Linked DNA regions of Pan troglodytes: region 2 is linked to region 1. The links are chromatin contacts, called in public Hi-C maps. All regions are on one chromosome and are shown on one strand. The core of a region is the stretch at or near the end of the contact, and the rest is flanking DNA. Distances in the headings are between cores, read along the strand shown.

Evidence for each region. A called contact is a pair of places that touch in the nucleus more often than the background predicts.
Region 2: a Hi-C map of stem cell-derived neural progenitor cells shows a contact between it and region 1, with 2.5 times the contacts expected there. The contact joins the promoter of ADCY9 here to the enhancer-like site in region 1. A contact is called at or near these places in 1 of 7 Hi-C or Micro-C datasets (stem cell-derived neural progenitor cells) and 1 of 1 other capture datasets (stem cell-derived neural stem cells).

The regions. Positions count from the first base shown.
Region 1 is chr18:6,698,612-6,702,416 of NHGRI_mPanTro3-v2.0_pri, reverse strand. All of the region lies in intron 2 of ADCY9 (adenylate cyclase 9), which reads left to right. Among named protein-coding and RNA genes, the nearest start is that of ADCY9, 62 kb to the left of the region's middle. Within about 2 kb of position 1,861, at least 7 of the 24 cell types and tissues checked have an H3K27ac peak or open chromatin away from gene starts, as enhancers often do. A contact at or near this core is called in stem cell-derived neural progenitor cells and stem cell-derived neural stem cells, where this site is marked.
Region 2 is chr18:6,760,519-6,764,265 of NHGRI_mPanTro3-v2.0_pri, reverse strand. ADCY9 (adenylate cyclase 9) reads left to right here and starts at 1,891. Exons shown (of 11, transcript XM_016929306.4): 1 at 1,891-2,024; 2 at 2,229-3,747. The coding sequence starts at 2,272.

The sequences.
Region 1 (3,805 bases), core at 612-3,111:
CTTTTTTTTTTTTTGAAACGGATCCTCGCTCTGTCGCCCACGCTGGAGTGCAGTGGCACCATCTCGGCTCACTGCAAGCTCTGCCTTCTGGGTTCATGCCGTTCTCCTGCCTCAGCCTCCCGAGTAGCTGGGACTACAGGCGCCCGGCGCCACGCCTGGCTAATTTTTTTGTATTTTTAGTAGAGACGGGGTTTCACCGTGTTAGCCGGGATGGTCTCGATCTCCTGACCTCGTGATCCCCCCACCCCGGCCTCCCCAAAGTGCTGGGATTGTAGGCGTAAGCCACCGCGTCTGGCCTTTTTTTTTTTTCCTTTTTGAGACAGAGTCTTGCTCTGCTGCCCAGGCTGGAGTACAGTGGCCCGATCTTGACTCACTGCAACCTCTACCTCCTGGGTTCAAGCAATTCTCCTGTCTCAGCCTCCCGAGTAGCTGGGATTATAGGTGTGTGCCACTATGCCCAGCTAATTTTTTGTATGTTTAGTAGAGACAGGGTTTCACCATGTTGGCCAGGTTGGTCTTGAACTCCTGACCTCAAGTGATCTGCTCGCCTCAGCCTCCCAAAGTATTGGGATTACAGGTGTAAGCCACCATGCCTGACCCCAAAAGACATCTAAAAAGGCTTTTTCACTTGTGAAATCTGCTGAATAGAGCTGGCTTCCTGAGGCCTGGGGGCCCTTCCCGGTGTGGAAGAATGGCTCTGCCGTTGGCTACCACAGTGCTGGGGCCTGTACTCGCGCCTCCTCTGCCTGTGTCTGCCTTGTGTGCCTCCCCTTCCGCGGGGGCCCTGCTCTCTGCCTCTTTCTGAACTTCCAGAGTTTTTGAGGTGTGAGTGTGTTGTTGAATTTCATTTACATAATAATTAAAGAGTCAGGGTTTCATGATCTACTGATGTAAAACCCGCAGAAACCCTAAAATCTCGAGTGGTGTTGTACAGCATGTGGGATTCTTTTGTATAACTTGATGATTTTCAAAATATCCATTTCGGCTGGGCACAGTGGCTCACACCTGTAATCCCAGCACTTTGGGAGGTCGAGGCAGGTGGATCACGAGGTCAGGAGATTTAGACCGTCCTGGCTAACACAGTGAAACCCGTCTCTACTAACAATACAAAATTAGCTGGGCATGGTGGCGGGCACCTGTAGTCCCAGCTACTCGGGAGGCTGAAGCAGGAGAATTGCTTGAACCCGGGAGGCGGAGCTTGCAGTGAGCCGAGATTGTGCCACTGCACTCCAGCCTGGGTGACAGAGCGAGGGTCCATCTCAAAAAAAAAAAAAAGAAAAAAATCCATTTAATCAGAGCCATACTTGTTGATTAGTACAGGTGCTTCCCGTATCTAATACCTCCAGCAAGAAGGTTTGCGAAATGGGCACAGAGTAATAGGAAGAGTTTCAGGAAGATGGTTTGAGTGAAAATCATTTCAGAACCAAGCCCTGCGAAGTCTTGGTTTCTGCAATCCACCACACTTTGGGAAAATCGGGAATTTTGTTTAGTCCATTTCTATTTTTGTGCACCACAAATATGTAAACAAAGCTGGGATCTTCGTCGGGGGCGGGGGGAAGGGCGACAGAACGCTGACATCTAATGCTGGTCATCGGTATTTCCATGTGTTTCCTGATCCCATTGTCTCTGCTATTTAAATTAATTAATTCCACAAGTATGCACTCAGTAAATATTGTGAGCCAGGCACTATTCTCGGCTCTGTGGTTGCATCAGTGAACAAAACAGACGCTAATCCTACTTTCATGAGCCATCTGTAATAGAATGGGTGAGTCAAGAAATTGACACATGCATTAGAAAAATATGTAGCGTGTCGCTGGTAAGTGCTTGAGAGCTCATCAGGGAAGGGCAGGAGTTTGTGGAGTGGGGGTGAGGGATGTGGGGTGGGGCGGGGCAAGGGTGGCAAGAGGCCTGGGGCTGCTGGTTGCAACTGTAACCAGAGTGGCCAGGGAAATCCTTGCTCCTCTGGGTAATGCCCTATCCGGAAGACCCTTGCAAATTTCTAAAATGCTGTGTTTTATTACCGAGAAAGAGTCGTCTGGGAGCTCTCCGAGGCAAATAACTTTTGAAGTTGGCATAAGCAGGATATTGTGCAATGGGGCTCACTGGCTGCGTCCCAGGCCTCCGCATCTGATGTGAACCACAGCTTTGCAATCGGTCCCCGTGCCATCCAAAAATATTTTGTGACCTTGCCGGTTGGCAGTTTTTAAAAAATGTTATTTTCAGTCTCCAAAAAAGGGAAACATCAAAGTGCAGGCTGTCCACTCCTGCCCTTCTTGATAGACACAGACAGCTGGGCCACACAATCAGCCATTGTGGCGACAAGTGCCCAACTGTTATAAATAGATGGCGGGCTCGCACGTGAAGCGCTCCAGAGGAAGGGCAAGTGCTCTGGGGACACTGCCAACTGCTGTTTCCGTCGAGAGCTCTTCTCAAAGATCAATATTATTTTATGTCTCAGCGACTGAATTTGAAAAAACGACTGTGAAAGCACCTAGTAACTTAACTGTCTCCAGGATTCCATTCCAAACGCATCTTCTCTCTTCACTGTTAATCTTAGATGTTTCCCATGCTTATTTAGTAATCATTGCCTGACGGCCCACTTCACTGCGATTTAGTCTCTTGCGGCTCACTTGAAATGGTAGAGTTATGGATAACCCCGCTGGTGTATGTGCGTGTGATGCGTGGCCGGAAGTGCATGCCCATTGAATAATCACGTTCGTCCCACATCTTAGCCCCTCTTCCAAGACATGTTTACTGTCGTTTACGTGTCACATGTCAAAACATCTTAAAACTATGCCACGCATGTAATAGGCTCTCAGTGATTAAAAAATCAGTTTGTCTCTTAAGGAAAAAAGAATAACAGCATGTGACTCTTGTGAGTCCCTGACAAAGAATCTGTTGTTCCCCGTGCACTTGAAGAGCCGCTCATGTCAAGAAGCAACTTGTGATTATGCAATGTGTGACTTAAGGCATTGTCAGATGCGTTCGGCTGAAACGGGACCCCGCCCCAGCAGTTTGCCTTACTAAGTTAACATGGTAAGTCAGATTTTAGTATTGTAGAAAAAGCCACATTCAATATTCTTTGAGTAGCATATTTATTTCCTAGGGCTACTGTACCAAAGTACCTCAAACCAGGTGGCTTCAAACAACAGAGTTACACGCTAGTTGATATCTAGTGATTCAAAGAACAGAATTCCACACTAGTTGTTATCTAGGAATGCGGAGTGAGTGATAGAGGGGGTTTTGTTGGCGTTATATTCTAATTTTGAAGTAAGTTTAAATTTACAGAGATGCTCCCAAACAGTATAAAGAATTCCCAAATACTCTTCACCCAGATTCCCTGAATTAACATTCCGACATGTTTGTCTGTCTGTCTCTCCACATACACACATCCCTTTTTTCCGGAATAATTTGAGAATAGACTGCAGAGAGTGCCTCTAGATTCTCCTGTGTGGGTTTCCTAAAAACAAGAACGCCCTCCCGGATAGCCTGCACCGACCTGCCCAAATCAGGACGTGGGCACTATCACGCCGTGCCACCAAATGCAGAGGCCCCGGAGCCCGCCCAGGACCACAGGCGCCGTCCGTGTCAATGGCTCTCGAGTCTCCTTCAATCTGGGGCTGTTCCTTCGTCTCTGCCTTTCACGACCTTGACATTTTTTGAAGAGAACAGGCCAGTTACTTTGTAGAATGTCCCTCGGTTTGGGCTGGTCTCATATTCCTTCATGATGAGAATCAGGCGGTAGGTTCCTGGCAGGAGAGTCCCTGCAGGGATGTCACGACAGGAACGCACACAGGTCTGGTCA
Region 2 (3,747 bases), core at 642-3,141, 62 kb before region 1:
CTCCCGACCTCAGGTGATCCGCCCACCTCGGCCTCCCAAAGTGCTGGGATTACAGGCGTGAGCCACCGCTCCCGGCCTAAACCACTTTAAAGTGTATGATTCAAGGGCAGTATGTAGATTCATCCTGTTGGATCATTTCTAGACTTTTTCATCATCCTAAAACGAAACCCCAAGCTGCTTATCTTCCTCCCCTAGCACCTGGCAACCTCCAATCTGTGTCGCCTCTACGGATTTGCCAATTCGAGACATTTCATCTGGATGGAATCATACGCTATGTGGCCTTTTGTGTTTAGCTTCTTTCACTAGCATAACGTTTCCCGGGTTCCTCCACACTGCAGCATGCATCGGTGCTCCATTCCTTTTTGTAGCCGAGTAATATTCCATTGCATGGACAGATCACATTTTACTTTTATTTTCTAATTCAACAGGGGCGCTGGGCCTGGGAGGCGAGGGAGGGGATGGAAGAGAGCCCCGTGACTGGCAGGAGGCACTGTGGAGTGTGGGGAGAAGGGGTCGGGATCTGCATGCTAGAGAGAATAGGATTTTATTTACACGTGGCAATGTTTATGGAGGCCAATGCACAACTGCCATTATAGGACGCGGACTCCTTTGAAAGTCTCATTTGTGTAAAAGGAAAAGCAATAGTTCATGAGGAGGATGAGAAGGGCTCAAGGACAGCAAGGTAAACTACCCCTGGGGCGGGGGAACGTGGTCGTCGGTGGGCCCAGCTTTGGAGGTTTGGCCCGCGAAGGTCGCCCCGTGAGCAGGTCCAGGGCAGGCCGAGTGCCCCGGGGCCCGCATTCATTGCTTACAGAGCAAGGGGAGCCTCCCGGGAGGGAAATCCAACGGTTGGAAACTTCGATTTATCCCAAAGGCGTGCCGAGTGGGAAGGCAACATTTTGATTTCTCAAACGTTGCGGCCAGCGGCTCCTTCCACGGCAGGCGCCTTCAGGTCTCTCCGCAGGGTCGGGACCCCGGGCGGCGCGCGGCCTCTGGGGCGCCGAGAGAGGCCGGGCCCACAGCGCCCGGAGCGCGGACAGTGGCCACAGCCCGCCGCCTAGAAGCGGCGCCGCCCGGGGCGGAGGGCGGAGCCGAGTGCGCGCCCCGCCCCGCCCCGCCCCGCAGCCCCAGCCCCAGCCTAGCGCGCGCACCAAGGCGGGGCGGCGCGCGGCCCGTGCGCGTGTCCGGGGCCAGGAGGCGGCGGCGGCGTGCGCGGGCCGCGCGTGCGCGCTGCGGCTGGGCGAGGGGCGGCGCGGGCGCGCGTCTGTCAGTGACAGCGGGCGGGGCGGGGGCCGGAGATGGTGGCGGCGGCAGCTCTTCCGACATGAGGCAGCGGCCGCGGGGGACACGGCGGCGGGCGCGGCGGCGGCCGCATCTCTAGCTCGGGGAGGCGGCCCCCGGCGTGGGCGCGGGCGGGCGGGCGTCCCGGCCGGCGTCGCGGGAGCCCGGCTCTGCGGCAGCGTCTGCACCGCCGCCCGGTGAGGGGCCCGCGTCCGTGGTTCCACGCGCTCGGTCCCGGGACAGCTGCGGCCGCGGCGGGAGCGGCGGCGCACTCGGGGGGAAGCAGGCCCCGCTAGACGGGCCGCGCCGACGGGCTCCGCACTCGCAGCCCGGGGCGCCCCCACCCCCAGCGCCCGCCGCCGCGGGCAGGGCCGGCCCGGAGCGCGGGGGGCGGCCGGGGAGCGCGGGCCGGGGGCGCCCGCCGAAGCTCGCTGCTCCGGGTCGGGGTCGGGGTCGGGGCCGGGGCCGGCCGCGCGCCGCCTTTGACGCATCGGAGCGCGGCTCCTGCAGGATGGAGGGCTCCGCGCCGCCAGCGGAGTTGTTTGTGCGCAGGCGGCTCGCGGGGCTGGGAGCGCTCAAGGTCTGAACTTCCCTCCGGAGCCGCAGCTGGAGGAGGCGAGCGCGCGAGGAGGAGAAGCCGCGCGGCGCGGAGGCCACCCTCGGGGCGAGAGGCGCGGAAGGCGAGCGAGCAAAGCGGTCCCGGAGCCACGCGGCCACGCGGCGGGGACCCCCGGGCGTTCTAGGTCCGTCCCGAGCGGTTCTCGTGCGCCTCGAAGGTGGGGGCGGTGGGGGCGGTGGGAGCACCGCTGAGCCGGGAACCACAGGAACAGATGGTGCCTGTCCAGGTCGCGTGCTGGAGCCGCCCCTTAGGACAGGAGCAGGTCCCGGGCCTCTAGGCGTGCGTGCCTAGGTGGGAGCGCCGCTAACTCTCCCCGTTTTGCTGGCAGGTACTGGTGACCCCGGCCGGGGCAGGCCCCGGGACTCGACAACATGGCTTCCCCGCCCCACCAGCAGCTGCTGCATCACCACAGCACCGAGGTGAGCTGCGACTCCAGCGGGGACAGCAACAGCGTGCGCGTCAAGATCAACCCCAAGCAGCTGTCCTCCAACAGCCACCCCAAGCACTGCAAATACAGCATCTCCTCTAGCTGCAGCAGCTCTGGGGACTCCGGGGGCGTCCCCCGGCGAGTGGGCGGCGGAGGCCGGCTGCGCAGGCAGAAGAAGCTGCCCCAGCTGTTCGAGAGGGCCTCCAGCCGCTGGTGGGACCCCAAGTTCGACTCGGTGAACCTGGAGGAGGCCTGCCTGGAGCGCTGCTTCCCGCAGACCCAGCGCCGGTTCCGATATGCGCTCTTCTACATCGGCTTCGCCTGCCTTCTGTGGAGCATCTATTTTGCGGTCCACATGAGATCCAGACTGATCGTCATGGTCGCCCCCGCGCTGTGCTTCCTCCTGGTGTGTGTGGGCTTCTTTCTGTTTACCTTCACCAAGCTGTACGCCCGGCATTACGCGTGGACCTCGCTGGCTCTCACCCTGCTGGTGTTCGCCCTGACCCTGGCTGCGCAGTTCCAGGTCTTGACGCCTGTCTCAGGACGCGGCGACAGCTCCAACCTTACGGCCACAGCCCGGCCCACAGATACTTGCTTATCTCAAGTGGGGAGCTTCTCCATGTGCATCGAAGTGCTCTTTTTGCTCTATACCGTCATGCACTTACCTTTGTACCTGAGCTTGTGTCTGGGGGTGGCCTACTCTGTCCTTTTCGAGACCTTTGGCTACCATTTCCGGGATGAAGCCTGCTTCCCCTCGCCCGGAGCCGGGGCCCTGCACTGGGAGCTGCTGAGCAGGGCGCTGCTCCACGGCTGCATCCACGCCATCGGGGTCCACCTGTTCGTCATGTCCCAGGTGAGGTCCAGGAGCACCTTCCTCAAGGTGGGGCAATCCATTATGCACGGGAAGGACCTGGAAGTGGAAAAAGCCCTCAAAGAGAGGATGATTCATTCCGTGATGCCAAGAATCATAGCCGATGACTTAATGAAGCAGGGAGATGAGGAGAGTGAGAATTCTGTCAAGAGGCATGCCACCTCGAGCCCCAAGAACAGGAAGAAAAAGTCTTCCATCCAAAAAGCTCCTATAGCCTTCCGCCCTTTTAAGATGCAGCAGATCGAAGAAGTCAGTATTTTATTTGCAGATATCGTGGGCTTCACCAAGATGAGTGCCAACAAGTCTGCCCACGCCCTGGTGGGTCTCCTGAACGATCTGTTCGGTCGCTTCGACCGCCTGTGTGAGGAGACCAAGTGTGAGAAAATCAGCACTCTGGGAGACTGTTACTACTGCGTGGCTGGCTGTCCCGAGCCCCGGGCCGACCATGCCTACTGCTGCATCGAGATGGGCCTGGGCATGATCAAGGCCATCGAGCAGTTCTGCCAGGAGAAGAAGGAGATGGTGAACATGAGAGTCGGGGTGCACACG